4 separate regions of the Mus musculus genome follow, and regions 2, 3 and 4 are each linked to region 1. A link is a contact called in public HiCAR-type, HiChIP or PLAC-seq and promoter capture Hi-C data. All regions are on one chromosome and are shown on one strand. Each heading gives the region's core, a stretch centred on a gene start, on an enhancer-like site or on the middle of the called end of the contact. The rest is flanking DNA. Distances are from core to core; before and after follow the strand shown. Region 1 holds the start of Rsu1 (Ras suppressor protein 1). Region 2 holds the start of Il15ra (interleukin 15 receptor, alpha chain). Region 3 overlaps Cacnb2 (calcium channel, voltage-dependent, beta 2 subunit). Region 4 holds the start of Cacnb2 (calcium channel, voltage-dependent, beta 2 subunit).

Region 1 (3,587 bases), core at 565-3,064:
AACACAAATCATGCAGAAAAATCAGCCAAGGTCTTCAGGCTTGAACATGAAATGTTAACTAAGATCAATTACCAAAAAAGACTCTTGCCTGAGGAGCCAACAAAAGTAGACTGTTGAAACAAACTGACTTAGCAAACAGAGGTAAGGTTAAACTTATTGTCTTTAGAGCTGCTGAGAAAAAGAAATATCCATTAGAGGAAGAAGGGAAGGTCATGATGCAAGAGATCTGCTGTGGTCATCATAGCTGCGTGGAGGATGAACTGAACTGGGGTGAGGGAAAGTAATGTGAGGGTGCAAAGAAAGGCGGCAGTCTCCAGGCTAAGGGGGCAGGGTAGGGGTAGAAGACATCAAATCTTCCTGCATTTGACTTTGGGCTTCCAGCCTTCAGAATTATGGCGTTTTGTTACACCAGCCCTAAATGATGCTTTAAACTTATATAGTAAAACTATCTCCATCAGAAACAGCCAGAGAAAAACTATCAGTAACCTTTCAAAAAGCACTAATAAATATTGATGCTTTGGGCTTAGAGGGCTCACAGAAACTGAAACTGCATCCACAGCTTGTATGAGACTGTGCTAGATCAGTGCTCTCAGCAAATGTCTAGCTTAAGAAGTGATGAGGCAAGCCGGGCGTGGTGGCACATGCCTTTAATCCCAGCACTTGGGAGGCAGAAGCAGGCGGATTTCTGAGTTCGAGGCCAGCCTGGTCTACAGAGTGAGTTCCAGGACAGCCAGGACTATACAGAGAAACCCTGTCTCGAAAAACCAAAAAAAAAAAAAAAAAAAAAAGTGATGAGGCCTGGACAATGCAAGTTGCCTGCATTGCAAGTATCATCGTTTCATCTGAAGTGTGTTTAAGGAGAAATTTCTGCTTTCAAATTCAAAGTGCCGAATCTTTTTCTAGTACCTGCTTGGCTCATTGCTTATATATGTGTGTCTAAACTTCTGCACGTCTGTCTGACTGCTTATCTGTCATGTACCTAATGCCAGAGGAATAATTCTGGAATGATTTCCTATTTAATAGTGTGAAATTGTCACTAAGATTAAGTTTTTTACTGGGTCATCAAGATCTAGTCATTAGGAGGTAGAACCCAGAGGGTCAGCAGAAAGTTTATCTATCTATCTATCTATCTATCTATCTATCTATCTATCCATCCATTCTATTTGAAGAAAGTGGGAGAGTTCTAAGAGCCAAGATTTCACGGTTCATGGGTGTAAACACCAACTCAGACTTCTGACATAGTCGTGGTTTACTGTTAGCATCTAACCCTAAGGGAGATAGATTCCAGTTCCCAAGACCAAAAGGAACGGAGCAAAACAGTTAGATACAGAAACCTGTGAGTTACCAGCTGAGGACATAAGTTTCGGGCGGAATCTTTGTCTTCAGAATCTTTACCATAATCCAGACCTCATACCTCCACCAGGTCTGCGACAGCCAGGGGCACACGAGGGACTCACGGTAACAACTCTCCGTGGGAGGGGACCGGCAACGAAAGACGCAGGACAAAAGAGAGTACCTGACTTGTGGATTTCTCAGGACGGAACTCCAAATCCCTCAACACAAGCTGCATTCTAAGAGTCTACCTCGGTACCAGCGACCAGCTTAGAATCCCCTGCTTCCGCCCACAGAACTTTGTCCTTCAGCTAGCTTACTGAGCATGCGCAGAATCTAGATCACATGCACTTGCTGAGTCCAATTCAAGTTCCAAACTCAAGAAGATGGGCGTTCCTCAGCGTAGGGCGGAGTCTCTGAGACTAAAACGTGTACGATTGGTCCGCCTCGGGGTCCACTTTCTTCAGTGGGCAGAGCCTCGCCTGGAGCCACAGCTGGGAAACAGTTCTCCTAATTTGGGAAGTGTCAGGCCGGGAGGGGCGTGGGGTTGGCCGGATTTTGTGTGCGCCTGCGCGATCGCTGGGACAGGGTGTGTTCCTGCTGCGGGATCCTGTTTTCGGCTGATCCAGTTCATCGCTCTCCACCCGAGTTTCCCTTGCAGGTCCCTAATCACACCCACCAGGTGTTGCTCGCTGCGGTGAGTGTGCGGGGTCCAAGTCCTCCATTAAGGACTCCATGGTGATACCCATTCTCCCCTAGGCAGCCCTGGAGAATTCAGCCTGGGCCTCTGCTCCTTTCCTGCCTTAACCTGCCCCACAACCCCCAGGCTCCCATTTTTGCCATCATCCACGTGCTTTGTTGTCCTTTGCTACAGAACATGTCCAAGTCACTGAAGAAGCTGGTGGAGGAGAGCAGGGAGAAGAACCAGCCGGAAGTGGACATGAGTGACAGGGGTATCTCCAGTATGTTGGATGTCAACGGCTTGTGTAAGTTCTCTTGGACAGTTGCTAAGTTTGTAAGTAACTGCTCTCTTGGGAGGCGAGTTTCGGAAGCCTGCCATTCCACCTTTGCTCGTCACTTGGTCACTTGTCAGGAGCTTGCAAACCACAGTTAGTTCTGCTGGGACTGGTGAACCAGATGAGAACGTCACACGAGGTGTGCTGCAGTTCCTTCTCAGCGGGTGAGGGAGCTTCATAGCTTTGAAGTCCATCTTCCATGTAGTGTCCCAAGTAGCCATTTTTGTTTGTAATTTGGAAGTCACGTTTTACTCTATGAATCATGAGCTGGTGGTACTCAAAAATTACATGCATAGTAAGAATTCTTGTGCCAGTAGTATTTTCAACATTTTCCTTCATTACGTATTCCTGGGTCATTCTCCCATTTGTGTTCAGGCATTGCTCAATCTTGTGATCCAAGCTCAGCACCCGTTTAATCAGGGTGTTGCTTTCAGCTGTGAACTTATATGACTCTTACTTTATTGTTTTTTTCTCATCTGTAAAACCAGACAGGGAACTCAGTACAAGTGGGAATGGTCATAAACTCCATTGCCTGTGCCCTTCTCATGGGCATCTCCTCTTCTCCACATGGAGACGGTTATCCCCATGTGTAAATGCTGCATCACTATCGCCAGATTTTGTGTTGAGAATTCTAGTGTCCACTTTTTCATGATCTTTAAATTCTGCAAACTAATTCTGGTCTTTGAAAACACTTTTTAAGTAAGTCACCACGCTTCTGTAGGTTCCTGTGACTTCATTTGGATCCTCTGAGAGCTTAACTGTTGAGAGTGGTACCCCCACATTCCTCAGCGGGACATACAAGGTCTGATTCTGATCATAAACCGATCCCTTCCATGCATTCATTCCAAGCGATGTTGAATAAGCTCCACTGAGTGACCCTGAGCAGCCAGATCTTCCTGACTTGCAAGTCTGTTGTCTCCTTATCTATATGCCTTTCCACCTGACGTCCCTTAACTTAACTGCCAAGAGTCAGCTCAGACATCATAGCCTATGAAAAACGTTCTCTTTCTATCTTCCTGTGTGAACCCACCTTTCTACAAGGCACAGATTGCATAGCCTTTAATTAATTAATTTTTTAAAAAAGATTTATTTATTTCATATGTGAGTACACGGTTGCTCTCCTCAGAGACACCACAAGAGGGCTTCCATTACAGATGGTTGTGAGCCACCATGTGGTTGCTGGGAATTGAACTCAGGACTTCTGGAAGACCAGCCAGTGATCCTAACCGCTGAGCCATT
Region 2 (3,587 bases), core at 570-3,069, 1.6 Mb after region 1:
TGCTTTATAACTCCACTTATAGAAAATACTAGAAAGTGCAACAAATCCAAAGGAAAAAAAGTTAAATTGTTGCTGAGTTGAGCAGGAGATAAGAATTTTGGAGGACACAGGGAACTTCTTAGTTATGGGTGTAACCCTGCTTTGGTTTGGTGATAGTTTCAAGAGTGTAACTTTCATCCTGAAACACAAAGAAACATACAACTTAAATATTTGCAGTTTTCCTGGAGTCAGTTATGACCCAATAAGGCTGTTCTTAAAACCAAGATTCAGGTGCCAGTTGATGGCACCAGTGGAGCCCGAACTTTAGGCAAGGAGGTGCTTCCTCTAAGCTGAGCTGGACTGAAACCACATTCACTTTCAGACTATTTGGAATATCTGCAGGCTATTTCTGAAATCTCAGGACCATTCTTTGCTATCCAGTTAAGAGGAATTTACCAACACACTCCAGCTTTACAGATGGAGGGTGGGGACCCAAGAATAAATGAAGCCCCGTAACACCCCTACAGAGCCAACCCCAGGCTCAAGTCTGTGTGGGATAACTATGACCAAGTTCCAAGGAGACTGAGTCAGACGCCCATCACTGGGAAATCTTGCTTTAAAACACACTCAGGGCTAAGGAATTGCTAACTTGCAGGAAAGTCCATGGATGACGTCATTGTCCTCGGTCCCCAAATCCTGTGCACATTTGCAAGCATGTGCTTTCACACACATTTCTGTGCAGGGAGTACGTAGATTTTTTTAACAGACTCTGAAGAATTTCATGTTTATAAAAAGATGCGACATCCTGGGTCCGGACGTTGCTAGACCCAACTGTTCTCGCTCTTTCCTTCTAGACCTATTGGAACAAAACTAGGAGTCTCAATTCATTCTTCCCGAGATTAGATCTAGACGACACATTCTGGAACATGTGACACCCCTTCTTCCATGGGAAAACAGTCTCTCCTCCTCTCCAATCGTCCGGGCCCCAAGTTGCCAGTGCGCTTGAGAACCTGGACCTGTTTTGTAGCGTTCAGATGCGCAACCTGCCTGCTCCACACGTGGTTTTTGTTTGTTTGTTTGTTTGTTTTGTTTTGTTTTTCCTCCCGCGGAGCGCAGTACTTTGCCCAGTGCCTTCCATCTAATTTACTTTGACCTGAAAGTCATGAAGGGTGGTTTTTCCTCAAGCCCCTCCTGGAACCCCACAGGCGCGACACCCCACAGCTGCGCCAGGTGGGCTGGCAGAGGCACACTCACACATTTCTCTAAGTTCTTTAAGTCTTATCGAACTTGTCAGACCTGCTCTCCCTAAGTCGCCGAAACGCCGGTGGGATCGCTCAACTCCCTTGCACGTATGGTCCGGGAGCCAGTCTAGAGCAGGGCAAGGGGCCACTCTCTTATCTGCGCTCTCCCAGGCTCCCTCCACGTGTCCCCCCACCCCCACCCAGCTCCCTCCATCACCCCCAGACCCACTGCGATCCTCTCAGCTGGACTCCTGGCTCAGTTCCCAGAAGATGTGACCCCCACACACACACACACACACGAATCAAGTTCAGCTGGGCGTTGGGGTCCCCCTCTGCTCCCCTGTTCCGGCGCATGATGCTCCCTACCCGGCGTCACCCTCAGCGGGAGCAACAGTAGCAACAGCAGCAGCAGCAACACAGGAATGGCCTGGACTCCATAGCCCCGGAGCTGCGGCGAGGCCATGGCCAATTGTCCCCAGCAGTGACCCAACGGGACGCAAGGCTGGGGTCCCTGGGAGGTGGCGAGCTCAGCTCCAGGACCAGACCGCTGCTAAGGAGTATTCGCTTTCGCTTTTGCTTTAGCCCCCGGATTGCAGAGAGGTGCGAAGTGGTGACAGATCTGTGACTCAGCATCCCCACCCCTGCTTTGGAAGAAGCCCCGGCAGCCTGCAGTGACGCCCCCTCCCCAGTTGGGCTGCTCCTGTCCCCCGAAGCGCGCGCGGGGGCCCTCACCCGTAGAAGCCGGCGATCTCCCTTTTCATTCCTTAATGCTGTCTTCCCTGCAGAGGCAAACTCCTTTGAATCCACTCTGCGCCCACACCTGACTTCAGCCTTGTTCACTTGTCATCTGTCCTGGCTGCTGACCTTCAGATTTCAACTTTCAGAGTTTCCCTCTAAGTAGCCCTGAGCTTGACTGTCCGTGCTCTGTGTCCTTGGGCGACTGCATAGGTGTCGCCCCAGTGCAGCCAACGGGAAGTTCTGGGCGGACGATTCTACACCCGGGTCACTTTCCTGGTGCACTCGGGCTCCAAGCTGCTCCTGGCTTCCACACAGCTGCTCCTGGCTGCCTGCCTGCAGTGGTGCTGGCAGTGGCCAGGCCTTGGACACTTTGCCTTCTTCCGGCTGTACCTTTCCAACTCAAGAAAGTGCCAAGTGTTTGAAATGGAAGAAGGGGTGAAGAGGAGAGGGAGGGGAAAGAATAGAAAAAGGAGGAAAGACAGGGAAGAGGAAGAGGGGGAGAGAAAAAGATATAGAGAAGGAAAAGGAGAAGAGGAGAAAGAGGAGGGAGGAGAGGGGGAGGGGAGAGAAGAAGAGGAAAGGAAGAGGAGGAGGAAGAAAGAAGGAAGGTACATTATTCATCTTTGTACCTCACATATAATTTCTTTAGTCAATACACAACTCTTCAGAGTCTAAGAAAGACATCCCCTTCTAAGTGTGTGGATTAATTAAAAACAAAAAACAAACAAACAAAAAAAACTTTACTGGAATTTTAAGTCCCATACTGTGGAGGACCAGATCTGGGGAAGGGGTGGGGGGACAGACGGACATGAGTGCTCAGTCAGAAACGCCCTTAAATATGTAGATGTGGCGTAAGAAGACAGACACGCCTGCCTTTCAGTCTATAGGTCCCTAAATACAATCTGGCACCATAATGAAGCTACTGAGAGAACGCATGCTGATTCTGTTTGGAAAGAATGGAATGACGTGTGATTGAAGTCACCCATCCCCTAGGCATGGTGGACAACAGTGAGCTCTATACTTGACCCTCTTCCCTAAAGAGTCTTAAGATTGGCACAATAAATATGAAATACACACAATAAAAATTCAGAGAGAGGATCAGAAACCACATATTCCAGTCTCTTATAGTCAATGAAAAACCTGGAGAGATAGCTCAGCGGTTAAGAGTACTGGATGGAGAGAGAGAGAGAGAGAGAGAGAGAGAGAGAGAGAGAGAGAGAGAGAGAGAACTGTATGCTCTTCCAAAGGTACTGGGTTCCAACACTCACATGGTGCTCATCACTGTCCATAATTCTGGTTTCAGGGGATCCAGCTCCCTCATCTTTGGGCATTGCATGCACACAGTACACAGACAAATGTATAGTCAGCATTCACACACGTTTTTTAAAAAGTATAATGAATGCCAACATTTTATGTGCTTCAAACTTAGAAACACTCCTTTTATGATGGACATTTTCAAATATCAAAAAAGGAGAGGTAGCCAGGCATGGTGGTACACACTCCTGAGTCCCAGCTCATAGGAGGCAGAGTCGAGAGGACTAGAAGCCAGACTTACTACACAGCAACTTCATTGCCAGCTCGGGTCACATGAGGTTCTGTGTGTGCTGTGTGGGGACAGCAACATAGTTT
Region 3 (3,587 bases), core at 609-3,108, 1.4 Mb before region 1:
ATGACACATGCCTTTAATACCAGCACTTGGGAGGCAGGAACAGTGGAATCATGTAGTCCAATAGGACCTTAAAGTTGCCGTGTAGTCAAGAATGACCTTAAACTTCCTGATCATCCTTCATCTATCCTATGAGTGCTAGGGTTATTGGCATGTGCCACCATGCCCAGCTGATGCAGAGCTAGGGAAGTGCCTTACCAATCCAACTCCACTATCAACCCTCCAACCATTATAAAATTTCATCTGAGTGTTTAAACCTCTTATAAGCTACTAAAAAACCAACCAACAATTTAGCAAAGGAGTTCGGTGGCTGAAGTGTCCATGAAGATATCTGAGACCCTGGGTTTCTTCCACTAACACAGTAGAAAAATAATATTTATGAACAAGCACCCTAGATATAAATGAGCCAATGAAGTAGGCCACTACCTGCTCAGAGGCGGTCAGGGAAAAGGGAGCCCCCCCCCAGACTATCATTCCTCTGAAGACATGCCTTGGACACTACAGTTAATGCCTACATCTCAGAGCAGAGAGCTAGGATGCCTTCAGCATTCACAGCACTTCTTGGGATTCCATTTGTTCCGCTGCTATTTGAAGTTTATCTGAAATGCCAGAACTCCAAGAAGGTCCTTCTTTTAAACCTCAGGAAGACTGCAGGGAGTATGTCACTATCTCTCAAGGCCAAACCTTGGGACCAAGTATGAAAAAGGCTGGGCAGGTTACCTGAGACTCTAGCCTTCTGTTTACTCACTACAAAGAGTAGTAAGAATATTAACTAGATGTCCCATGGTGGGTTGGTATTGGTGGCGGGAAATGTTCTTCTCTGGGGAGAAGGTGAGGAGGCAATGGGAGGAAGATTGTAAGGGAGAGACTGGAAGGAGAGGAGGGAGCGGGGACTGTGATTGGGAAGTATAGTGAATAAAAAATATTGGACAAAAAATAGAGTATTAATTTGGGAGGCTGTCTTTAAACTGTCAGCCTTGCCTTACCTCCCCTTGTCAGGGAGGATGGAAGTTTTGTGAGAGGAGGGGGATTGGAAAGGATCATTTTCATCAATCTCTCAGATGAAGAATTTCAAGGGGAAGGTGACTGTGGGTCAGTGGGCACAAAAAGGCAGGATCAGGGGAAGATGGAAATGAAAATGGATTTCAAAGCTACACCTGGCCGTCTGCTTTCATTTTTGGCTAAAAGCACAAGCAATGGATTCTCAGAGAAAGCTAGCTAGTATTCCTTCACCTTTACCTTCTCCACGGACTTCTCCTAATGTGACTGGCATTGGCTCTGGGCCAGATATTTACAAGTGATTTAATTTCTCATTTTGCAGAGAATGGCATGGAAGATGAGGGAGAGGACCCTCATTCACATCGCTTGTGGCAAAGAAAACAAGCCAGTGCTCTCTCTGTGATCCACATTCTGTTTCCCATGACCTCGTTCTGCCAGGCCTGGCAGCATGATGGGTGCTCACTGGCCCTGAGGGGTGCATGCACTTTGCCTCTGATATCAACAACAACAGCACAAGGTATTGCTCACAACTCAAAGGGACTGAAGATTTCAGCTAGTTCTTCATTTCATTTAGGAATGCATTCCCTCTGCTCCAGCTTCTACAAGTTTACTTCCCCTGCAGATGACTCCAGTTCTCATTCACGTGTCCTGGGGATATCTGGAGGTTAGAGTGAGAAGTCTCATCATTCACTGCATCCTTCTACATTTCTACACTGGCCAATAGGAGACCATTCTTCTCTATCCAGTGAGTGAAGGCAAAAGAGGCCACTAGGTTTCTAAACTACAGTCTTATATGGCCTCAGAATTCTCCCTTGAATAAATACTCACTGATATGCTCACTTGGAAGCCAAGAAAAGAAGCTATAAATAGCCACAGCTCCAGCCAGCAGAGGAAGCAGACCCGTAGCTATGCCAACTTGCACACACAAGCATCGGATGGAATCTTTGGGATATGTCTCTTTTGAAAGCTGCATCTATATCAACCTCATGAAGAACAACACCTTTTCTAAGTAGAAGGCAAATGTGTTTTCAGGAAATTCTGTGAGTCAGAGGAAAGTTAATTGAGGAGGAAATTTGGCAGGAGCTTGCTTCTCTGAACTGAGTTTTAAACTCATTCTTCCAGGTTAAATGGATTGAAAATAAAATATACACATGTGTTTATTAATAAGCAAAAAGAAGTAACCTGTGTGCAGGTGTCCCAGATTAAAAAATAATGCACTGCCAGACTAAAATAACTGGCAAAACAAACAAACAAAACCGAACAAACAAAAAACAACCCTGAATTTAATCTTTAAAATCTACTGGGAGCCAGTATCTTTACACAAAAATTTCACGAGTAGAAATAAATTTCTGTGTGTGGTGTATTTGGAGTGACTTGATTCTAAAGTTAAATCAAATATGAGCATAAAAATTGCCGTATTTAATGCCAATGACTGGCTGGGTTCCAGAATAAGTAGAAAGAAAGCGGTGGTAGGGTGGGAGGCAGGGAGGAAGAGGACCAGTCTGGCCAGGGACTCTGCCCTCCTGGAGGGGTGTGCTCACTTTCTCCATCCATGGGGCACAGAGAGCCCTAAGTCAGGATCTTAGGATACACATCAATTTACTACAATTTCCCATACACTATTCTTGCCATTTATATGATTTATTTTCCCTAGGCTCCTCCAGATAATTGTTATATTTTTATATCATGTTCAAACAAAATAAAAAGTAGAATTTCAATGAAAGTGCTTAGTGCCACTCCATTGCCCAAAGTCATCTCTACAGAAAGGCACAAATAAAAGGAACTATTTGTGCAACTGATCCACAGCAACATAGTACCTACTTGGAAGTCCTACTCTCTGTCCCTCTCTCTTTACAAAGAGAAACACAGGAGCTCTATTGATATTCAGCTCCCGGTTTATATTTTAGTCACTTCTATACCTGCAAAATTTCATGTCTGAAACATTCCAGGCTCCCCCGAGAATTCATTACTAGGCATATCTAACACCTCTTCCCTGGACTTCAAAGGCTCCAGAGTTTCAAGCACATGGCTTCTTCTACGTGTCTGCATCCCCATGGCAACATCAGGTGAGCCTTAAATGTCAGTACTGAGCGCAATGAAAGCACAGTACATATTTGGGTTTCACTTATCGGAGTTTGATGGACCCTCCATTTGAAAGGTATAACCACCCTCAAAACAGGATTGGTATTTACTTTTTACGTTTTTTTTTATTCAATTTATTCTGATCATGGCTTCCCTTCCCTCATCTTCTTCAGATCCTCCCCATCTCCCCACCAACTGAACTCTGTGCCTTCTTTCCCTTTTTTTAGAAGACAAACAGGAGAAACCAAAACAAAAGAGAGCAAGAAACAAACCAACCAGACCAAAAACAAACAAGCAAAAAACAAAAGAAAGAAAATCAAGAAAAACACATACACAGAGAGATGACACATAAACAAAATCAGGAATCATAATGAGCAAGCTAAAGAACAGTATTACGTGTGCAACCCAGACATTGAACGCTTTCTGAGTAGGAATAAACCAATAGTACTTACTTACTCCTTAAACTCTAGCAACACCTAATGAAGTTTACTTAAGGGTTCAAGTCCAAT
Region 4 (3,587 bases), core at 378-2,877, 1.3 Mb before region 1:
ACACACATTAGCACACATGTAAATCAGTAGCAGCATGCAAACGTGCACACACACACACACACACACACACACACACACAATGGGTGGGGGGCTCAGCAGAGCTTGAATTATACTACATGGGGTTACCATCGGCACAGTACAGAAATGCTGCTGTCTGTTGCTGTCTACCAGAGCGGCAGCAACATATTTGTGACCTTTTTCGGACCGCCTCACTCCCACCCCTCTACTGCACAGTAAGACCTCGTCCCAGTGTATTTTATGTTATGTATTATTATTCATACAAATATCACAATTTACCATCTGGCAAATATGGACTTGACATGAGCAAGCCAAAGCCATTAAGCAGAGGAGAAATATTCTTCCTGGATTCACCCTAACCTCTTCCCAGCACTCTCCAAGTAGTTCAAGTGTCAGGTTTGAAGGCTTTACCCCAAGAATAAAAGTTGAGGAACTCCTTTCCGCCCAGATCTGGGGGTGTCTGGAATCCCAACTGTACCTGCCAAGGCTTTACGTAAAAGCCACCTTATCACACTCCACGCCTACAACCGACATCTCCTATTTCACAATGAGCAGCAGGACAGAATTTTTCCAGAAACCGCTAATACTCATCAGAGAAAGGAACCCAGGAGCCGCTAGAATGGCATGCCATTTCGGGGTAAACAGAAACAAAAACTTTCTCACCCACAACACTCTGCTCTCTTCTTCCAGCAAAGAAACAAGGGTCCAGGCAAACCCTGGAAAGAGGACAGCTAGCTGAACTGTCTGGGTGGCACAGCGCCCCAGGTGCTGAGGGGGGTTGGGGCTGCTCTCCGGGGAGAAGGCAAGGGGATCCACGCCCACCTTGACCCCTGCATAACACCTCACCTCCCTGCCTAGCTCCCAATAGAGACCACCAGAGGCAGCGGCGGAAACAGCGATGCAGGATGCGGATCCCTTTCCCGCCCGCCCGGACTCACGATCTTGAGCCGGTCCAGTCCACTCGCCTGGTCCATGGCTCTCCATGTGCTTCTCCAGGGCAGGGGCGCGGACAGCCAAGCGGCGTGGCCCGGGAAAAGCCGGGGAGGAGCGGCAGGTCGTCCTCGCCCCTTCCCACTGGCTTTTCAGAAAGCAAAGGGGGCAAAATCAAAAGAAAACAAAACAAAAAAACCCAACCAAACAAACAAACAAAAAAATGGAAGCCGGAGCAGAGCCCGTGGAAGGCGCGCAGGGGCAGGGTCCCCCAGCAGCACCGGGATGGGCGGGAGGAGGTGGCGAAGGAGACCGGAGCAGGAGGGGGAGGCGCGGTTCGCGATGAGGGAGAGGAGGCAGCGGGAGGGACTGAGGTCGGGGCTCTGAGGCTCACAAAGCCAGCAGAAGGCGCGGCGCAGTGGCTACCTGTGCTCCGAGCGCCCCCGCGGGAGCCGCGCTCTCCAGCAGCTCCATCTGGCTCTCCTGCGCCACCGCCGCTACGGGAGGCGACTTGGACGTGTCGCTTTGGACCATCGGCAAAAAGTCGACTCCAAGGCTGCGGGTCCCCTCCTCCACGACCCGGGTCCCCCGCTCCTCTTCGCCCCAGGATCGGAGGCTCTCAGTGCGCGCGACGCCGCTGAAGCATGTTGCAAAGCCTAGACTAGGCGGTGGCGCAGGCACGAGGCTGGGTGGCCGGGGCGAGGGGCGCCAGTTCTTTGGAGCTTCTGGGCCCGCGAGCGGCGGAGGCTGGGACTGCTGGGCGGGCTGGCTCCAGGGAAGGTCCCCGCCAGGAGGAGGGCGCTCCGGGAGCACGAGCCAGGGGGGAGGCGCGTCGGAAAGCGAGAGTGACAAACCACCGCCACTCCGAAAAGTTCTTCGCGGGAGGCGCGGGCCGCGTGGGCTCCGACTCAGCTGCGGCCCGTCGCCGTGGCACTCGCGCTGGAAAGTTTTCGAAGCCACGAAAGCCAGCCAGTCGCAGCTCCCTAGGGAGGTAACTGGCCCAGCTGCTCAGTTCACCTCCTCTTCCTGGAGTCCAGAGGAGGAAAAAGATCCACAGGGTTAGACCCTAAACTGAAACTCTCCATGATTCGAAAAAGGCTACAGACAGACCCCGAACTTCTGCAAAAGCATGAGTGAAAGCACTCGAGGAGTCAGAAAACAAGTGCCAGTGATGAACTAAGACTTCCTCCCACATGGTCCTGACCTGACAATTGGTTCTACTACACCTGTGCCCTAGCTTTTTGGTTTGTGATGGCCTGTTTTGTTTTTGTTGTCTTTGCTAGGAGCTTGTCTTTGCTAGCAGACTATATCGTTCCCGCCCCCAGCGCACCCCCTCCCCGCAGTTGAGAAGTCTTAGTGTAACCGTTGAGACAAAAATAAGCAGGTTTTTAAGGACCCCGAAATTCTTGGTAAGAGGGTAAAACCGGAATAATGGTTCGCTTGTAGTTGGATGGGTGGAGAGGTAGGGAGGAGATGGAGGAGGGGAACCATGATCAGAGTACATTGTGTGAGCTTTCAATTAAAAACAAAGAAACTAAAAGGAGGGGAGGGGAAGAGGGGCACGGGGAGGAGGGGGACGATGAGAAGGAGAAGAAGGAGTGGGGAGGAGGAAGAGGAGGGAGAGGAGGAGGAGGAGGAGGAGGAGGAGGAGGAGGAGGAGGAGGAGGAGAAGGAATTATTTTCCGTTCTAGTATTGCTCATAAGACGCTGCTTTGCTTTGACAACCTTTCTTGCACTGAAAAAAAAATCTACATACAAATTTTCTAGGTAGCACTCACCGAGCAGAAACAAAGTATAACAGTTGTGCAAGCTGAAATACACACAGAGACCTTTTACTAAGGTAAACTTTGTATACTGTGTTTGACTATGATGATGAAATACAGTACCGTGTTCTTCTTAAACTGAGCTGTTTTCATTAAGCAGATGTCTACCATACACTGGATTGAGCCAGAATTTTTTTGTTTTTGTTTTTAAAGGAAGGAAAAAAAAAAAAACAGATCTCGGTATGTTTAAAGATTTAAGCATATACAAAGTGCCGTTGGTTTTCCAAATCTTCAGTCTTATTGCCATTTGGATTACATGTTACTAATGTTAACTAAGACCTAAGTATTAGCTTCCTTTTTTTACCTGGGGGAGGGGGTGACCTCTGACAGGAGCTTGATAAAGCTGTCTCCTGAGCAGCTCTGCCAGTGCCTGACAAATACAGAAGTGGATGCTCACAACCAACCATGGGACAGAGCACAGGGTTCCCAAAGAAGGAGCTAAAGAAAGAACCCAAGGAGCTGAAGGGGTTTGAAGCCCTATAGGAGTAACAACAATATGAACTAACCAGTACCCCCAGAGCTCCTTGGGACTAAACCACCAACCAACGAAAACACATGGTGGGACTCATGGCTCTAGCTGCATATGTAATTGAGGATGGCCTAGTCAGTCATCAATAGGAGGAGAGGCCCTTGGTCCTGTGAAGGTTCTATGCCCCAGTATAGGAGCATGCCAAGGCCAGGAAGCAGAAATGGGTGGGCTGGTGAACAGGGGAAGGGGGGAGGGGATAGGGGATTTTGGGAGGGGAAACTAGGAAAGGGGATAACATTTGTAATGTAAATAATGAAAATATCTAATTTTTTAAAAAAGAAAAAAGT

The links. Promoter capture Hi-C pulls out the DNA fragments that hold promoters and counts their contacts. HiCAR-type assays count read pairs that join an accessible place to other places. HiChIP or PLAC-seq counts read pairs in DNA pulled down with a chosen protein or histone mark.
Region 2: a contact with region 1 is called in a promoter capture Hi-C map of embryonic stem cells, with 2.6 times the contacts expected there. The contact joins the promoter of Il15ra here to the promoter of Rsu1 in region 1. A contact is called at or near these places in 1 of 39 promoter capture datasets (embryonic stem cells), 1 of 115 datasets of contacts at active chromatin or transcription factors (astrocytes) and 1 of 9 other capture datasets (liver).
Region 3: a HiCAR-type map of astrocytes shows a contact between it and region 1, with 4 times the contacts expected there. The contact joins the enhancer-like site here to the promoter of Rsu1 in region 1. A contact is called at or near these places in 2 of 39 promoter capture datasets (hippocampal neurons and pre-B cells), 1 of 484 Hi-C or Micro-C datasets (B cells), 3 of 115 datasets of contacts at active chromatin or transcription factors (astrocytes, forebrain and large pre-B cells) and 1 of 9 other capture datasets (liver).
Region 4: an H3K27ac HiChIP or PLAC-seq map of embryonic stem cells shows a contact between it and region 1, with 5 times the contacts expected there. The contact joins the promoter of Cacnb2 here to the promoter of Rsu1 in region 1. A contact is called at or near these places in 1 of 39 promoter capture datasets (pre-B cells), 2 of 484 Hi-C or Micro-C datasets (bone marrow-derived macrophages and embryonic stem cells), 5 of 115 datasets of contacts at active chromatin or transcription factors (astrocytes, embryonic forebrain, embryonic stem cells and 2 more) and 3 of 9 other capture datasets (adipose tissue, embryonic stem cells and liver).

Annotation. Positions count from the first base shown.
Region 1 is chr2:13,269,642-13,273,228 of GRCm38.p6, reverse strand. Rsu1 (Ras suppressor protein 1) reads left to right here and starts at 1,814. Exons shown (of 9, transcript NM_009105.4): 1 at 1,814-2,029; 2 at 2,207-2,318. The coding sequence starts at 2,210. It overlaps Gm13270 (a long non-coding RNA gene), which reads right to left and starts at 1,652. Exons shown (of 3, transcript XR_865976.2): 1 at 1,517-1,652.
Region 2 is chr2:11,703,944-11,707,530 of GRCm38.p6, reverse strand. It overlaps Il15ra (interleukin 15 receptor, alpha chain), which reads right to left and starts at 1,819. Exons shown (of 7, transcript NM_008358.2): 1 at 1,587-1,819. The coding sequence starts at 1,683.
Region 3 is chr2:14,639,497-14,643,083 of GRCm38.p6, reverse strand. The region is part of intron 2 of Cacnb2 (calcium channel, voltage-dependent, beta 2 subunit); the gene reads right to left. Among named protein-coding and RNA genes, the nearest start is that of Gm32741, 37 kb to the right of the region's middle. Within about 2 kb of position 1,858, at least 30 of the 459 cell types and tissues checked have an H3K27ac peak or open chromatin away from gene starts, as enhancers often do. A contact at or near this core is called in astrocytes and forebrain, where this site is marked.
Region 4 is chr2:14,602,346-14,605,932 of GRCm38.p6, reverse strand. Cacnb2 (calcium channel, voltage-dependent, beta 2 subunit) reads right to left here and starts at 1,627. Exons shown (of 14, transcript NM_023116.4): 1 at 1,375-1,627. The coding sequence starts at 1,482. It overlaps Gm32741 (a long non-coding RNA gene), which reads left to right and starts at 1,348. Exons shown (of 4, transcript XR_374017.4): 1 at 1,348-2,357; 2 at 2,716-2,788.